Regions from separate parts of the Ovis aries genome. Here region 1 is linked to region 2. Evidence: chromatin contacts called from public Hi-C data. All regions are on one chromosome and are shown on one strand. The core of a region is the stretch at or near the end of the contact, and the rest is flanking DNA. Distances in the headings are between cores, read along the strand shown. Region 1 overlaps RELT (RELT TNF receptor). Region 2 overlaps ARHGEF17 (Rho guanine nucleotide exchange factor 17).

Evidence for each region. Hi-C and Micro-C count contacts between places; a contact is called where the count stands out from the background.
Region 1: a Hi-C map of hypothalamus shows a contact between it and region 2, with 3 times the contacts expected there. The contact joins two enhancer-like sites. A contact is called at or near these places in 7 of 16 Hi-C or Micro-C datasets (blood, hypothalamus, liver and 2 more).

What each region holds. Positions count from the first base shown.
Region 1 is chr15:51,599,220-51,605,055 of ARS-UI_Ramb_v3.0, reverse strand. RELT (RELT TNF receptor) reads right to left here. Exons shown (of 11, transcript XM_027979523.2): 5 at 5,706-5,785; 6 at 4,805-5,062; 7 at 3,511-3,591; 8 at 3,186-3,267; 9 at 2,798-3,043; 10 at 2,246-2,444; 11 at 982-2,093. The coding sequence ends at 2,046. Among named protein-coding and RNA genes, the nearest start is that of RELT, 16 kb to the right of the region's middle. Within about 2 kb of position 3,710, at least 26 of the 54 cell types and tissues checked have an H3K27ac peak or open chromatin away from gene starts, as enhancers often do. A contact at or near this core is called in hypothalamus, where this site is marked.
Region 2 is chr15:51,554,664-51,560,274 of ARS-UI_Ramb_v3.0, reverse strand. ARHGEF17 (Rho guanine nucleotide exchange factor 17) reads right to left here. Exons shown (of 22, transcript XR_009596651.1): 2 at 231-308. Among named protein-coding and RNA genes, the nearest start is that of RELT, 28 kb to the left of the region's middle. Within about 2 kb of position 3,599, at least 6 of the 54 cell types and tissues checked have an H3K27ac peak or open chromatin away from gene starts, as enhancers often do. A contact at or near this core is called in hypothalamus, where this site is marked.

The DNA.
Region 1 (5,836 bases), core at 2,461-4,960, 45 kb before region 2:
CTGGGAACAGAGGCCAGAGGGTGGGAGGGTCAGCCTCCCCTTTCACCCAGGGCACGATCTCGTCCTCATCTCAGTGTGTCGTCCAGGCCCTCGGTGAAGTGGGGTTGGTTGGCTTGGGGCAGCCAAGTCTACCACACCCCGGCAAGTAGGGACAGCAACAGCACCACAGTGGCCCCAGGGAACATGGGTGCCCTGGTGCCCGTTGGTCCCCTACAACACTGTTCTAGACTCTGGAGCTCTAGATGATGCTGAACCTCTGATGTTCCAGAAAATTCCTCATGATGTCCAGCCTGTATCCTTCCCTCCCCTCTTGAGAGCCAGGTGATGCTTTGTGCCCTGGATCCTCAGAGGTGCCCTCCCTTTCCTGCCCACCTGAGAAGCTGCAGAGAAGCCTGTGCTCTAGAGAGGTGAGAGAAAGGGAGAGGTTGAATCTCCACTCGAATCTGCCCAGCCTCCCCTCAGGGCAGGAGTTGTCCCTCAGTTGCCAGGCCGGGCCCCGCCATGGCTTCTGCCCCATGTGAAGTCAGGCTTCAGGCATATGCCCAGTGTGCCCACTGCCATCTCCCAGGTGTAGCAAGCCTGAGCCTTCCCAGGGTGTCCCCTTCCACCCCCACCCCAGGTTCCACCAGGCATCACTTCTTGGTTCTTCAGCCTCTCCTTGAGCCTCTTTGCCATTAGTGTTTAAATATGTCCCCTTCCATCTTTTAAAACAATACCAAACACCAAAAGAACCTGGGATTAACTAAAAACCCCCTCTCCCTGAAGCCTATACCTGTGGTTGGACTGCAGCTCTTCCTTACCCAAGGGAAGATAAGGCCAGATGACCTGCGAGGCCACCTCTGGCCCCACTTCACCTGGTGCCCCACCTGCCAAACAGCAGACACTGCCAGGGGAGGGATGGCATGTCCCCCACACAGGGCCTGACAGAACTATGCAGTGGGCGGGCAACCTGGGAGGAGGTGCAAGGACAGAAGCTCCTCCTGACACTACTTCCCACATTTTTATTCAACAAATGGATGGGTATGGAGACACAAGGACGGACAACAGCCAAGTTTCAATAAATAAGAGACACGGGGACAGCCGTGGGCCCGTGCCTGCACAGCCCCACATAAATAACGAGACTGCTGAGCCAGCGTGGAGACGGAGGCGGGGCAGTCGCCTGCACTGCCCAGGCCAGGGGACAGACACCAACACCGCAGGGACACAAACCACCGAGGCCAGAGGCCCCTTCCCAGCCCCGTCACACACACCACTTTCCCTCTGAAGCGCCTGAGATCTTGGGGGTGGCTGGGGCTCTGTACCACAGTCCTGCCCAGGGCAAGTCTGTTTCTTCAGTTTCAATAAAAACAGCAGGGGCAGGGGCAGGCACATGCATTAGGCCCCTTATGTATGCAGAGCCACTTTCAGGCAGCCCCAGGGGAGACTTGAAGGTGGAAGCCCTGAAGCAGCAAAAACTGGGTCAGATAAAGCTACTAGTGGGAGGGGCGGCGTGGAGTCGAGCTCTCCACCCCCACAACCCAGCCCAGAGCCTGCGAGGCGGGAAGGCCCTGTGCGCCGCGACGCTGCCACCCCCACTTCACAGTCAAAAAAACTGGGACCCAGTAATGGCCAGGGGCTTGCCCCAGATGAAAACCCAGAACTCAGCTCCCAGCCCAGGTCCTTTATAGGACCTGTCAGAAAAGAACGGAGCGGTCCCCCTACAGAGGCAAGGGTGGGGCCAGGGGTGCCAGGCAGAGGGCCCTTCCCCACCACAAGGCCTAGCCGCCCGGTGGAGCAGAGGTCAGGGCAGGGCACAGGCTCAGGGACCTGCGGGGAGGGAAATGGGTGGCAGGGACGGGGAGCCTTCCACCTGCTCTTGCACACAGCACCCGCCGGCCGGCCTGCCTGTCTCCTCACCAGGGTGGACACTCCCACCTCCAGGCCTTGGCGGTTTTGTCTGCTGGCGTTTCTGGATCCTCATGGGCCCAGCTGCAGCTCCACCTTCTCCAGGAAGGCTTCGGAACTGCTCAGGGCAGGGCTGCAGGGTCCTCAGATGGGACAGCCCCTCAGATGACCAGGTTGCTCTCACTTAGCCGGACCACATAGCGGTTCTCCTGGGGGACAGGGGTGAGGGGTCAGAGCTGTCGGGGCTTCTGGCTCCAAGAAAGCAGCCCCTGCCCAGTGCCCTCTGGACTTCCACCCTTGCCTTGTCCGCCATGAAAGTGGCCCAGGTGCTGACAAGACACCTTCCCACTCGGGTCCTCACCTCGGCCTTGTTCTCTGCTGGGGGCTTCGGCCACTTAGTGTGGCTTCCACCACTTCCTAGAAGTGCCCGCTGCTCACTGGGGAGGCCAGGTCGTGGGGAGTTGGGGAGCTCACTCCCTGAGGGCCCAGCCTCCATGATGGTCTTCACCTCGGAGCCCACTGAACTCACGCGCTGCTCGGGAATTCGGGCCACACGGAACCTGTGAGGAGCAGTGGTGCCACCTTCCCCCGTTAGAGGGGGATCCCCAGGCATGGAGAGCGCAGCACCCGCCAGGGTCGCACAGCAAGTTCCTGGATCAGAGCCTGAGCCCTCCCATGTCTGCCCACCCACTGCCGGGCTCCCACCTCTAGGCCATGTGTGGCCAGGCTCTTAGGTGTCTTGGGGGCTCAGGTGTTATCGGGGCAAGGACCCTGGCCACCCCCACTGCAAAGAGAGGCCCACTGAGACCAGGAAGGGTGGGGTTGCCACCAAACCTGCTGCTCACGGATCGACCAACAGCCCTGCCTCCCCGACAGCCATCAGGGGGTCACCTGTGGTCTGTGCCCCCCTCACCTGCCCACAGACAGGATGGTGATCTCGCCCTGGCGTCCAGCCTTGGGGGTCCTGGCTGGGTTGGGCAGGAGTCTGGGAGCAGGAGTGGTGGCAGCTGCGGCCTCAGGGGACAGCAGCACCTCGGGCCACTTCTTCTGGCTACAACGGGAGCAGCAGGGGCCCGAGAGTGAAGCCGGGCCCTGCACGGTGTGGAGGTGCTGGCGATGCGGGCAGACGTGCGGCATGCTGGGGGGGCCCGGCGACAGCCTGTGGAGAACACAGGCGGGAGGGTCACAGGGTGGGGCAGGCCCAGGAGACCCCGCAGTGACAGGAGGGGAAACGCACCCCAGGGGCGAGTCCCCAGAGGCAGGCCGAGTACCTGCGGTCGGGGGCCCGCCTGCCCGCTCACCTGGGCAGAGGCCGGTGGCCGGTCTGCACCAGCTGTCGGCTGTGGTACTCCTTCAGCAGCTCCTCCAGCGCCGCGGCATTCTCTGTGGGCAGCTGCTCTCAGCACCTGGCTCTGGGCAGCCAGGGAGGGCCCGCCCCCACACCAACCCCTGCCCACTCACCCCTCCCCAGCCCCGGCTGTGTGCCTTTTCCTCCCCAGCTCACCGAGCAAGAAAGGGCAGCACCGCCAGCCACACCGGTCAGAGGGCCAGGCTGCCCGAGGCGCGCCGGCGGGGAGGGGCAGAGCACCGCTTGGCGCGGGGATGGGGCCAGACCTCCCTCCTCACCTTTCTTCTCTGTGATCAGGCGCACCAAGACCCCGATGGTGTCCTCACTGGTGTCCTCAGGCCGGCAGGCAGGGCTGGTCCCTGGAGGAGAGAGAGAACCACCAGGATTCCAGGGAAGAAGCGGGTGGGACCCTCTCCTGCTCGCCGGCTACGCCAGGACTTGGCAGCAGAGGGCGCCCCAGGCCTGGGTGTGCGCGCCTAGGGCCTCAGCTCTGGCCCTGAGCTGTTACCACCGTCACTGCTCAGCGCCACCGCTCCGGCAGCCCCAGGTGCTGAGCGGTTTCAGGGCCCTCTGAACTCCACCATCCTGCACAGTGTATGGGATGGGGGCCAGCCTCTCCCAGGGCCTGCCCTCTCCTCAGCCTACAGGAGCTGTGGGCGGGCTCTCCGCCCAGAACCCCCGCCAGCCCCAACACACTGCCTGTCACACTCTGTCTTTGGGCCTGTCACTCCGCCCTGTCTTCTTCGTAACTAACCAAGGGCCCAGACCTCAAGGGCACGAGAATGGGCCAAACAATCAGTCCTGGGCCAGCAGCAGAGTCCTAGGACTTGCGCCCAGGCAGCAGCCAGCCAGTTAAAGGGAGTCCTAGGCTAGGAAAACAAGTGCGGTTCCAGGCTGAATGGCCTGCCCAAAGTTCCCGTCCTGTCCCCATCCTGGCCCTGCAGAGTCAGGGGCTGGAAAGGGGACTGGCATGGGAGGCACCATTCAGTCTTGACTTGGCCACTATGTTCTGTGAACAGAACTGTATGCAAGCAGAGGCCCTGCCCTGCTGGCTCTCAGGGGACAGCGTGGGGCGGGGGGAGGGAAAAAAGAAAAGGGCCCCAGGGCCCTAGGGGAAGGGCAGGAGGAACATCTTTCTCTCTGGTTCCAGGGCTTGTAACTCAAACCACAGCCTGGAGCTGAAACCAGAGCCTCTCATGGTGCCTGTCCAGGTCAGGTACCCTGCCAGCCCTTCAGGCCAGAGGCCAGAGGTCACCCTGAGTACCCCAGAAGCAGTCTAACCTTTGAACTACACACACAACAGCAGCCCCAAAGGGGTCCACACTCCTCCAGCTGGGAGGGAATCCCGCTGCAACCCCTTGACCTCCTCTCTGCCTGTTCTGCCCCAGCTGCCACCTTGGGCCATCTCAGCCTTCCTTCCACTTTATCAGTTTGCCAATGTGCTACATCTCCAGGAAGCTCTCCTGATCACCCTTCCAGGCCAAGTAGAGCCCCTCAGGTGACCCTAAGCTGAGCTAGGCTGGGCCAACACAGGCCCTCTGGCCTCCCCACTCGACCCTCGCGTGGGCTCACCACTGCCTCCGCCTCCGGGGCCAGGCCCGACCTCCTTCTGGGCCGTGCAATGGTAGCCCTTCCGCTTGAGCAGGTTACACACCAGGATGCCCAGCAGCCCCATGAGACAGAAGATGGGCACGATGGCGATCACCGCGTACTGGGCAGCTGTCTCCTCGGGGCTGCCCGCCCTCGTGCTGTTCCCAGGCTGCCACGTCTCCCCTGCACTGCCGGCCCCTGCGGCCACCTCCACGCCACGTCGGACCCGTTGCCCCCGTTCTGAGCACCACAGAGGATGGAGGCAGGACAGAGGCAGAGAGGGAGACACTCAGCGAGGCCCAGGGCTGAGCCATGGGGCAGGGGTAGGGTTTGTGGCACTGACAGGTCCACAGCCACCCACCGTCCACCACACTGGGGAAGCCAAGGCCAGCTCAGCCCCTTCCTTTTTGGCCACTTGACCATCAGGATGGCTAGACCCTGAGCCCCCCATCTAGGCCAGAGGGGTAAACAAAAGGCAATGGTGTACACAGGGACACCAGATCCTGCCTCTCCACAAGCCTGGCCCACGGGTTAGTCTCCTCAGAAAGTGACCAACTCCACGGGTGAGAGGAGGTGCATGCATGTGAGCGTGTATGCTCACACTCGTCCATGTGGGTCACTTTGAGGGGGAGAAGGAAGGACAGGAGACAGGTTGGGACGTGAGTCCCCAGCTGTGACAGCACCTGCTGGACAATCTCTGCCCCTCGGAGATGGAGAGAGAAGAGACAGCCAGCGGACCAAGTGGCCACGTCCCGCTGGATAGCCTGGGCTAGGGGAGTGAGGATCCCACTGCCCCAGATGGACGCAGAGGGGCCCTCAGGCTCAAGCTCGCCAGAACCCTTCCCACACACCCCCACCAGTCCTAGCCCCTGTCTGAACTCACCGTGACAGCTGCGGCCACCCAGGGGGGTCCGGGCGCACGGCTGGCAGGGAACACCCGGGGCCTCTGCAGGGGAAAACCACCTGCAGGGAGGGAAGATGTTACTGAAGCCCAAAGGCCATCCTCAGAGAGGC
Region 2 (5,611 bases), core at 2,350-4,849:
AGAGGTGGGAGGTCAGCAGGAGGAGGGCGCGTCTGCCGCCGGCGCCCCAGTCTGGCCTCCTCACGGCTCCTCTGCATCCACTCCTGCCCTGGAGGGAGCGTCCTCTACGACGGGTGGTGTGCCCCACAGTCATTCCTCTCTAACCTCGGGCCCCGGGGCTCCCCCACGTCCAGCAGCCACCCAGACTCAGAATGGCTGCGCCCGGGGACCCAGGCCTCCCCAGGCCTCACCTGCACCAGGGTGCGCAGGGACTCCACGTACGACTGCTCTGTGTCCAGCAGGGTCATCGTCACGTGCTTCCGCATATCCTGGGGGGACAGAAGGCAGAGGGTGAGCAGTGCCTTGTCCCTTTCACAAGCGCCGCCTGCAGCCACAGGGGCCCAGAGAGCCCACCCACACCCTCTCCTAGGTCTTCAAGGCCTGTCCTCCCCAAAGCACCGTGGACCTCCACTCTCCAGGTCTGTGCTCACGTGTCCGCCTGCAGACAGTGCCTCTCCCTGCAACTCCCAGCCTGCCTCCCCAGACTGCGCTCCTCAACTCTCATCCCTCCGCTCCCCCCTCCAGGGCTACTGGCAGCTCTGGAGATCTCCTGTTTACTTCTTGGCTCCCCTGTTGGACTCCTGAGAAGGACTCAAGAAAGTCAATAGCTTCTCACATTTGCGAAGGGCAATGCCTCCAGGTCATCCCTACTCTAGCTGCCAACTCCGAAAACCCCACCTCTGGGCTAAGTCCTGTGGGGTCAGACCCTGCCCTGGGCTTCACATCATCCCAGAAAGTCAAAACTGTCACTTTTTGCTACAATAAAGAAAAGGTGGCCCAGAGAGGTAACGGCAGTGCTAAATGTCACGCAGCAAGGCAGGGGCAGGGCTCAGCCCCTCTCAGACAAGGCTGGGTCCCGGTTCACTCGGTGAAAGAGGTTACCTGAGCCTTACTCCATGCCAGGCACTGTTCTAAATGTCGTGCTCTATTTTCTCCTTCTGACCATCCTATGAGGTATGTGTGATTATTCTTCCCATTTTAAGGAGATCCAGGCAGTGATATCTCCATTCCGAGGCTCTGATGATCTGCATTAAGGAGACTCGCACTCATACCCTCAGGGGAAGGTGCACATCCCACAGGGCAGTCCCTGCTCTCTGGCAAGGTTTTTCTGGAAGTCAGTTTAGGGATACCTTGTGTGTGTTCCATCCTGGGACTCAGCTTACCTGCCCCTGGCCACCAGTTCCTTTGCCTCTGGCCCACTCCTCCTCCAGGAAGCCTTCCCAGATGGCACAGCTCTCTCCCCCAAGCTCCTGGAGTGGTCCTAAGCCAAGTCCCAACTCCGCTGGGCCCCAGATCTCTAGGGCTTATTCTCCCCTCTCCTTCCCAGTCAGTCCTCAGCTTGGCCTCAGCAGGAGCTTGGGCTCCAGCCATGAAGGCCTGCCAGTCAGCGTGGATGCTCTTCGTGTGTGACGATACCATGGTGGGTGTCTGTGTCTGTGGCCTCCCTCTAGTGCCCACCCCAGGAGCCTCTCAGGGTTGGGACTCAGCCGGTGGAGCAGGGCTGATCACTACTGTGCCACAGTCTGTGTCTGCTGAGTGGCCTAAGCACTGGGCTTGCCCAGTTGGCCTGATTCAGCCACTGGCTCACCCCTCTACTAATAGACACCGCAGGTCCCCCCCTCCCTCTGACTCAGGGACTTAGAGGTCAGGCCTGTCCCCAGGCCTGTACTACAACAAGGCATACTTTAAAAAGTAGGCTTCTATGCTAGGAACTCAGGGGTGGGAGTGTGAATGGCACCCCCTAGGGGGAGGGGAAGAGGCTGGCTTGCCCCCTCCTCAGTGCTGTGCTCTGATGGGTAAGAAGGCACTGGATTTTGTCTCAGAGCCCCCAGCTACAGCCAGACCACCTATGCTCAGTGCTTCTGAGGCCTTAAAAAACCAGGGCAGTTTCCAGTAGGAGGCAGCACCAGCTAGGCCCCTCAAGGATGAGAGCTTGGGAGGGAGGGCAACAAGGGCCAGAAGGGCCTCCCAAGGAAAGGCCCAGATACCCAACCTCCTGCAGGGAAACACCTCAGCGTGTCACAGACGTGGCCTCGCTTCAGCCTCACACTCACAGCTCCATGACAGCACTTGTCATCGCCAATACACCGGTGAAGAAGTCAAGTCAGAGAAGTGGCCTGACCTGTCAGAGGCCACACAGCCAGTGACTGGCAGAGTGGGTAAGCGAGTCTCCTCAGCCACCTCATGCTGAGACTTAGGGGCCAAGAACTCAGAGTTCTCACTCAGACTGTCCAGCCAGCCATGAGCCACAGGGCCCCCAGCCTGGCCCCTCCCAGCTGTGTGACCATGGGTGGTCACCTAACCACCTGGACTTCTACATTTTCCTTTATGAAATGGAACAAATAATACCTCCCTCCCAGTGCTGGGAAAGCGAGGACCTGAGGAACAGGGCAGCTCTCTGCACACACTGGGTCTTTAAGGACCATCCTCACTGTGTCTTGGCAAGGCTGTTTATCTACATCTGTCTCCCTGCTGGACAGGCAGCTCCGACTGTTGGATCAGGCCAGACTCGGCCCTGGGTGGCACAGCACCCCCCACGCAGCACTTCCCCAGCCCAGGCCTGCCAGGCCCAGCAGTGAGGGTCATGGGCAGGGAGGCCCCCTGAGGGAGGCAGGGCGGGTGCTGGGCCTGATGGCCCAGAGCTGGGGTTAGTAACTCATGCAGGGAGGCTGACGCTGCAACAGCCGCCTTTCCAGCCTCCTCCCTGCTCAAAAGCACAGCGGGCCGTCACTCAGCTGTCAGGTAGAGGTACGGAAAACAAGGCCAGCTCCCTGTCACTGCACTGGGCGCCCCTTCCTCACGTGCCCAGACACGGGTGTGAGTGTCAGTGGGGGCCAGGGGAAGCAGGGGACAGGCAGTGCAGCTGTCAACCAGATCAGCAGGCACACCTGTTCTGGGAGGGACAGCCCTGTAGGCCCAGCCTCCCCCAGAGCCTCTCACCCCTCAGCAGCCCCAACCCCAGACCTTCACTACACGGGGCCCTGAACGGGGAGGGGACGTGGGGCCCAAGGGGTACAGCAGGAGGACGGGGCGGGGTGGGGGTGAGGGGGCCCGAGGGGGGGGCCCTCCTACCAGTATAACTGGGACATCATGACCCAAAGCCTGAGACTCCTACATATGCGGCATGAAGACAGAGACATGTGTACAGAGAGAAGCTGTAAGGCCAGACACCCCGCAAAGAGGAAAAATGCATCCAGGTCCTTAGAGAGACACACAATAGGGCATAGGGAGGAGGAAGGACAAAACCACAGCCCCCACTGGAGCCCAGGAGAGCGGAACAATCGAGTCCAGGCCCAGAGAGACAAAGCACAGAGACAGCGGGTGGAAGCTGCCCCCTCCCCCGCAGGGGAGCACACACGGAGCCAGGAATGGGGACACCACCACTGCCACCCCAGCACGACACCTCACAGGCCCAGTGACTCCAGGGAGAGGATGGCAAGGAGGGGAGCAAACCTGACCGCCCCTTACCCCGCAGTACATACGCTCATCCTGAGACAGAGGCTGGCAAAACCTCCTCTCCCTGAGCCTGTGGACCCAGGGTACCCTGGTGACAGTCTCAGCCTCCAGGCTGACCTGTATCGGCGCTCAGCACAGGACTGCCAAGCACTGCTGGGTTTCAGGGTGCAGGCCTGCTACCCAGCTGAGCTTGCCAGCTCTTCTGCCATCCCCAGTTTGCATTCTGGTGGCACCAAACCTCAGCATCTTGCTAGCCACACCACCCCTGCCAGGACTTCTCACACACCTTCCATCTCCCTGCCACCATCACTGATCACTGAGTCCCCAGCCCCACAGCCAGGCAGCTGCTGGGCCCCAGCATCTCTGCCTGTGCCATCCCCAGTCCGGGGCGCCTGACTTCTAAGCCTTGGCCCAGGTCCCTCAATGCCCCTCCCCCTCCCCGTACCTGGGCCTCCCCGGGCTCCTCAGGGTCAGCGCTGTTGCTCCCCCCGGCGGGCTCCCCGGAGGCGGCGGCCGGGCCCAGCTCGCGCATGTCTTCCAGCGCGATGGTGAACTGGGCCAGCGTCTTCACCATCTGTAGCATGCGGCCGGCCCGCCGCCGCCGCCGCCGCCGGGGCGGGGGCGCCGGGAGTCGACGGGCCCCCTCCCTCCCACCGAAGCTCCCTCCGCGGGGCTCAGCCGGGCCGCGGCGGCGGCCGTGCGATATCAGTTCCAGCGGCGATCTGATGGCGGCGGCCGGGCCCGCGGCGGCGCTGTAGCCTCCTCCGCTGGGCGAGTGCGCCCGGCGAGCCCCGCGCGGCGCCGCCGGCAGCGCGGAGGGGAGGAGGGAGTCCCCCGCCCCCGGGCCACCCCGCCCCCTCCACTCGGGCCCCTCTCCCCCAACACGCCAAGGGCGCCCCGCCTCGCCCCCGCAGCTTCGCCACACGGCGGCCTCCGGTCGCAGACCTATCTCCCTCTGTGGACACAAGTCCGCGCACACCCGTGGACAAAGGCGAGTACACTTTTTTCCCACACCTGTACGCACGGAGGCACACGCAGGGACATGCAAATGCCCACATAGAACCAGCCCACATACATGGATGCCTGCCCTCGGTCCTCGATTAGTATACACGTGTGGGTCAGAGCCAAGGACACACACAACAAGATAGTCCCATACAGACCTGAACCCTGACACACACGTGAAACCGCCCCAGTGCTGCACGCAGCCACACGTGCTTCCATGTTCATGCAACTATAACCAGGCACAAATAGGCACACAAATTTAGGGATGTGCACACATACACATCCCTGGAAACTGCTGCTGTCCTCCATCCAGGGACACAGCACTTGGACCATGGAGCAGACTACCAGGCAAGGGCGTACCCTGAGTCACTCTAACACCTGCTCCACCCAGTAGACCTGTGTCCTGTGCTTGAGACAGTCCAAGAGACTTCGAGTCCTATTCCTCTCCACCCCATCCCACTACCACCATGGGTAGGGGGCTCAGGCATTTATAGGCACAGCCCCCCCCCCCCACCAGACTGTCCTCCAGGATGCCTCCTGGCAGGATCCTCAGAAACTGTTCCCTAAATGCCAGGTGGTGCCCAAACCTATTCCAGACTGATTTAATCATGAGGGGCACACGTGAGCTTGGTTTTGTACCAGTTTCTACCTCACCATGGGGCTCTGATGTGCCCTGCAGCTGCCTGGGGAACTCATAATTCCCTAGTATACTGAAGGCTCCCACACTCACCACACTCCTAACGGATTCTCTCCCCAAACCTGCTTCCCTGTGGGTTTCCTGCACAGTGGAGAACTCCTGACTCCATCAACCAAGCCAGTCCCAGTCCCCACAGCTCCCCCATGCTTGAGAGCCCCTTCCCCTGCCACTTCCATCTTAACTGCAAGAAACAAACCAGGCTCTCTCCTACCCCAGGGCCCTGGCCCTTGTCTCTTTTCTCTCCTACAAGTGCTTTTCTAAAATTTATTTATTTGGCTGCACCAGGTCTTAGGTGTGGCATGAAAACTCTTAGTTGCAGCATGGGGGGGAGGGGGTTAGTTTACTGACTAGGGATCAAACCCAGGTCCCCTGCATTGGGAGCATGGAGTCTTAGCCACTGGACTACCAGGGAAATCT